Regions from separate parts of the Cricetulus griseus genome. Here region 1 is linked to region 2. A link is a contact called in public Hi-C data. All regions are on one chromosome and are shown on one strand. The core of a region is the stretch at or near the end of the contact, and the rest is flanking DNA. Distances in the headings are between cores, read along the strand shown. Region 1 holds the start of Cert1 (ceramide transporter 1). Region 2 overlaps Polk (DNA polymerase kappa).

Evidence for each region. Hi-C and Micro-C count contacts between places; a contact is called where the count stands out from the background.
Region 1: a Hi-C map of the CHO-K1 cell line shows a contact between it and region 2, with 2.0 times the contacts expected there. The contact joins the promoter of Cert1 here to the enhancer-like site in region 2. A contact is called at or near these places in 2 of 8 Hi-C or Micro-C datasets (the CHK-Q cell line and the CHO-K1 cell line).

The regions. Positions count from the first base shown.
Region 1 is chr2:315,222,495-315,225,677 of CriGri-PICRH-1.0, forward strand. It overlaps Cert1 (ceramide transporter 1), which reads left to right and starts at 1,841. Exons shown (of 18, transcript NM_001244026.1): 1 at 1,841-1,990. The coding sequence starts at 1,895. Polk (DNA polymerase kappa) reads right to left here and starts at 1,304. Exons shown (of 15, transcript XM_027401684.2): 1 at 1,050-1,304.
Region 2 is chr2:315,182,067-315,184,993 of CriGri-PICRH-1.0, forward strand. All of the region lies in intron 6 of Polk (DNA polymerase kappa), which reads right to left. Among named protein-coding and RNA genes, the nearest start is that of Ankdd1b, 24 kb to the left of the region's middle. Within about 2 kb of position 1,550, at least 2 of the 6 cell types and tissues checked have open chromatin away from gene starts, as enhancers often do. A contact at or near this core is called in the CHO-K1 cell line, where this site is marked.

The sequences.
Region 1 (3,183 bases), core at 591-3,090, 41 kb after region 2:
CACTTTGACAAGGTATTCTTAAAAGCTTTATCTCTTAAGGTTTTATTCATTTGGAAGTCTTTCAATTATGCATTGTCATGATTTTACATTGAAAAGTGATTTGTAACTGACATACAGCAGATTTAGAATCTATTGTATTTCATTCTACAGAAATGAAAGATATCACAAGTACTTCTCAGAGCTATCAATAGGCAGAGTGTAGGCCTCTTCCATTGCTCCCAGAGTTTTTGCCCCCTAGCCACTGTGCCTTCACCTCCACACTCAAATGTCCTCTCACTTTCCCAATTGGGTAGCAAGCAGAAATTCTTTCTACAGTTTAATAAGGAATTTCAAAGTTAGGAATTATCAGGAAATTGATAGCCACCTATTTTCTAATTCCTTATTATTCAATAAAACTTGTGTTTCGATCTTTATGACAAAGTTTCTATCCGACCTTTCCTGTCTTTAGGGGAGGAAAAGAGAATTAACTTTGAGTTTCGGGGAGACACTCGTTCACACCTAATGGAAAATTTCAGGATATAATTTGATACTTATTTCACTTGGGGGGGGTCCGCAGGGGGTTCGAGACGGAGTTTCTCTGTGGAACGTGTCCTGGAGCTAGCTCTTGTAGACCAGGCTGGTCTACCGCCTACCTCTGCCTCCCAAGTGCTGGAATTAAAGGCGTGCACCACCACCGTCCGGCCCTTACTTTTTATAAAAACCTCTTTTAACGCTATTTGTTCTCTGACAACCTCAACTGATTACTTTCCACAAAAAATTCTATAAATGTAACAATGCGAAACGCTTATGAAAATAGTCTGAAGGAATTAGTCCTCCAACAGTAGTAAATAAACCTCAAGTCTAATTACTAAAGACATAGACAGTAGTCCTTTGGCATTATCAGTGGCGGCTTTCGAGAGGAAAAATCTCCAATTTGTGACCGGAGAGGTCATAAACTCCTAACCTCCAGCCCACAGCGAAGCGGTTGAGCCCTGACATGCTTGCCCAGGCAAATCGAAAAGATTCCCGGGCTTTCCGGAAAGCAGCTACGCATAACCCGACATCCTCACCTGAGGGTTCTCACGTCCTGGTTCGTAGGGACCGAGGGATCGTCATAAACATGCAAGGCAGAATCAGAAGCCCGGCTGGACCGAAGAGCCAAACGACTGTCAAAAGAAGCCCATTAGCCCTCAGGAGGTTCCCCCAAACAACTAGCTTACCGCGCGCCCGGGACACCCACCAGTTGACTAGGATTGCGACTACAACTCCCAGGAGGCTGCGCGGCGGACAGAGCGGCAGCCCTCCCAGAATGCAGCGCAGCGCTTCCCTGTCAAGCTCTCTCCTCTCCCTGCTCCGCCTCCTTCCCTACCCGTCATCACCCGGGAGGGCCGGAGGTTGGGAGCGTCGTGAGCCGCCGGGAGGGGCCCGGGGCGGGGTGGAGGGAGGATGGGAGGACGGAGGGGAGGGAGCGGCGAGGGGAGGGAGGGTAAATAGTGGGCCCGGCAGGAAGATGGCGGCGGTAGCGGAGGTGTGAGCGGACCTGGGTCTCTGCCGCTGGCTTGGCTCTTCCTGTCTTCCTCCCCTCCACCCTCCCCGACTGAGGTTGGCACCCAGGGGGCCGAGTTCAGGTGGCGGCGCCGGGCGCAGCGCAGGGGTCACGGCCACGGCCACGGCGGCTGACGGCTGGAAGGGCAGGCTTTCTTCGCCGCTCGTCCTCCTTCCCAGGTCCGCTCGGTGTCAGGCGCGGCGACGGCGGCGCAGCGGGCGCGCTTCCTCCCTCTTCCTGTTCCCTCACGCCCCGGAGCGGGCACTCTTGGCTGTGCCATCCCCCGACCCTTCACCCCAGGGACTGGGCGCCTGCACTGGCGCAGCTCTCGGAGCGGGGGCCGGTCTCCTGCTCGCCTGTCGCGCCTCCATGTCGGATAACCAGAGCTGGAACTCGTCGGGCTCGGAGGAGGATCCGGAGACGGAGTCCGGGCCGCCTGTGGAGCGCTGCGGGGTCCTCAGCAAGGTGAGCAGCGTTCGGGGCCGAGGACCCGCCGCCAGGGCTCACCTGCCGCGAGGCAAGGCGAGGCGAGCCGCTCGGGACCTGGGGTGGGGCTGGACCGAAGACTCCCACTGTCCCGGGGCGGGGGCTGCGGAATGTGCTGGGGTGCGGGGCCGAAAGGTCCGCCTGGAATGAGTGCCTGACCAGGGGTGGGATAGGAGATGTTTAGGACTGTCCTCCCCCGACCTCGCCACCCCCAGTCTCAGGGAGCTTGTCAGCTTTGGCCGAGGACCTTGGAAAGCGTGTATTTAATCCGCGATCCAGTTTAGAAGGCAAGGTGCATCTGGTAACTTGGAACCTAAGGCAGCAGCTGTCTGGGGTATAGGAATCTGGGTTGGGCAACCGTGGTGTCTGAAGTACTGGACGCGAGGTCGGTTAAATGGACCTTTCAGACAATATTGTTATGGTGGTCCCCACCAGAATAGGTTGGGGCGGTTTTCAGCTCTAGCGGGTTTAAGCAAGCCAGTTGACTGGGTTTGGCCTTGAAATCTGAGATAGTAAACTTTGAAGTGTGAGTGATCGAGAATGTAGAAAGCGTGTGCAGCACTTTTGTACTTTACCCCTCCTTACCCAAGTTCAGAAAAAGAGCTATTGAATTGTCAGGCTTGGATAAGAAATATTAATAGTAAGTTGGAACGTGTCATAGTGAAGACCCACCTGTATAAAGTTCAGGAAAAGGAGCATTTTTAGTAATACAGTATTTGTGCATTAAGGAAAGACATTTCTGCCCCCCCCCCCCGTACTTTTAAAAGCTCCTTTTAAGTTTTTTGGTTTTTTTTTTTTTTATAGCCTAGACAGCATTTATAGGGCTGGAAATGAGTGATCTTGTTAATACTTTTCGGTGTGTATATTTTACATTTTTCTTGTGGGAAGACTCAGTCTTTTTGACTTACCAGTCCTTTCCTGTTAAACTTTAAGAAATGCTTAGAGCTAACAGTGTTTCCAGAGGGAGAGTCGGGCTGGTCCCTTAACAAGCTGGTCATAAGATACCAAGTCATGTGATATTGGCCATTAAGAAATCACTCTGCTTCCAGTGTTCTTGAACATCATTTCTGGAATTGTTTGAGATTAGGCTATTACAGTGTCTTTAGCTGAAGAGAAAAGGCCTGGGACAGACTTAAGTATGCCAGATGCAAGGCATCCAAGTGTTAAGTTTT
Region 2 (2,927 bases), core at 300-2,799:
GGAAATAGTTTAACTTTGGAAGTCCATTACATTTTCATTAGGAAAAAAGTTATTTTTCACTGTATTCTTCTCTAAGGGGAAAAAGATCCTTCTTAAGTTAAAATTAGGAATGAGGAGAAAAAAACATTAATAAGAGTAATTGCAACCAAAATTAAATTTAAATTAAATTTTGTTTTGCAGGAGGAAAAACGTAATTTTTCTTTATTCATGGAAGAAACTTTAAAAATGTTAAAATACTCTCAAATGTCTCTTTTCAAATGATTCACCTTTTTTTTTTTTTTTTTTTTTTTTTTTTCTTTCCGGAGACAGGGTTTCTCTGTGTAGCCCTAGCTGTCCCAGAACTCACTCTGCAGACCAGGCTGGCCTCGAACTCACAGAGATCTACCTACCTCTGCCTCTCAAGTGCTGGGATTAAAGGTGTGCCCCACCATCATGCAGCATGCTTTTAACTTGCTTATTAAAAAACACTATTTTCACTGAGAGTGCATTTGCTATAAGTGGAAATTACTCCTGAAAGTTGAACTTCTTTATACAAATTCTCAGTCTAATCCAATACTTGAAGGTTCAAATTTAATGAAAAAAAGTATAATTATCAGTACATTGGAAAATGTTATTATTAAAAAGGAAAGTAGCTGGGTATAGTGGAGCCTGCCTGTCATCCTGGTACCCAGAGACTTCGGAGGATGACAAGTTTGTGCTTATCCTGGGGTACATAGTGAGATCCCATCTCAAACAAACAAACACATCTCAAACAAAAAACCACAAAATAACCAACTAGTTATTAGTTTATGCCCATTTTTCAAGTATAGTATAAAATACTATCCTGATACCATTACTAAAAATATTTGCAAGAACAATTCCATAAAAACTATTCTCTAAGCTTAAAATAGGTAAAACAATTTAAATATATTTATAAGATTAATAACAGAGTTTTCTGATCCCATTTCATAACGTGTATTTCCCAAATTAAGGGAAATGCAAAAGCAACAATTAAATGTTTGGGTTCTTTTTCTTTTTAACCCAGGTTAGCCTTAAATTAACTACATACCCTGCCCAGGCTGGTCTTGAACTTCTAATTTTATTGCCTCAGCCTTCAAATGTTGGGATTATAGGTATGAAAGCATACTGAGCTTTATTAAATTTCAAGACGTAGTTGAAGGCACTTAAAAAATGAAGTTGGTCTTTGGAAAAATGTCTAAAGACATGTAAATAATGTAACAGACACTTGATTAGTTTCAAACTTTAATTACAGGATATGAATTAATTTATAGATAGAAGTTTCCCAAATTTAATTCACAGGTCACATACATAACACAACCTATTTTTACTATATCTGTGCTTCAGGTCATTTCCATTTTCACATTCTGATTTTTAAACTTTAGAGAAACTTGGAGAGGAACAAAAGGATGGGGCTGAATGAGGGTCACCCAGAAGCCCTTTCTTCCAATTGCTGAATAATCGAGAAAGAGCTGTAGACAAAATACAGGCCAGGTATGGATATACCAGGTCCCAAGTCCTCTCTGCAGTGACTCACACTGGAGCCCTCACAGGGAACCCACTGCAGCTTCTCTGCAGTGACTCACAGTGGCGCCCTCACAGGGAACCCACTGCAGCCTCTCCGCAGTGACTCACACTGGCGCCCTCACAGGGAACCCACTGCAGCCTCTCCGCAGTGACTCACACTGGCGCCCTCACAGGGAACCCACTGCAGCCTCTCCGCAGTGACTCACACTGGCGCCCTCACAGGGAACCTACTGCAGCCTCTTCGCAGTGACTCACGCTGGCGCCCTCACAGGGAACCCACTGCAGCCTCTCCGAAGTGACACACTGATGGCCTCATAGCAGCCTCTCTGCAGTGACTCACACTGGCATCCTCTACTCAAGGAAGCAAAGCATGCCACCTCTAGAACACTGTCAGAGCTGCTGCAGATGGACACAGACATCTTTTTCATCCCATCTGTGTTTTACTTCCCTGTGGCCTGGCTTCATAACTAACTAGGTAAGTGGTTTCTTCCTCCTGAATGAAATCCCTTCACCATCTCCATAACGGAAGCAATGAGAGCACAAAGCTAGATTAGAGCACTCTTCTGGATTGCAGACACTCAAGTATGCAGTATTTGAGTTTCTTACATAGCCTGACACTTGCCAGCTAGATTCGCATGGCAAAGCAAACAGAACAATGGTTATTATTTTATTTGCAAATAAAGACATCAGTTCACATATTTCTAGGGACAAAGAATCTTTCATGGAATGCAAATAGAAAAATGTCTGGCTTTAAAGAAGGATCTATCAGTTATTTGCCACTCTTCCAATATCCTGCAAATACACAGTCTAGGGAGGCTTTGAATTTGATGCCTAGGGCAAGGTGTATACCTTTAATCCCAGCACTGGGGAGGCAGAGGCAGGAGGATCTCTGTGAGTTTCAGACCAATCTGGTCTACAGAGTGAGTTCCAGGACAGCCAGGGCTCACGGCTATGTAGAAAAACCCCGTTTCAAAAAAATAACAACAAAACCGCAAAAGAGAGAGAGAGAGAGAGAGAGAGAGAGAGAGAGAGAGAGAGAGAGAGAGAGAGACAGACAGAGACAGAGACAGAGACAGAGACAGGGAAAAGAAAAAATTCGATGCCATTGTATATCCACCATTTTTGTTTTGTTTGTTTTTGTTTTTCAAGACAGGGTTTCTCTGCGTAGCTTTGGAGGTTGTCCTGGAACTCACTTTGTAGACCAGGCTGTCCTTGAACTCCCAGAGATCTGCCTGTCTCTGCTTCCTGAGTACTGGGACTAAAGGCGTGTGCCACCAATGCCCAGTTTAACATTCACCATTTTTGTTCAAGGAATATTACTAATGTTTCCCCCCACACTGCCTAGCCCCTTTGAGGTTATGAATAAGTTACACACAAGAAATGTGGCTGCTATTTGTGAGTGG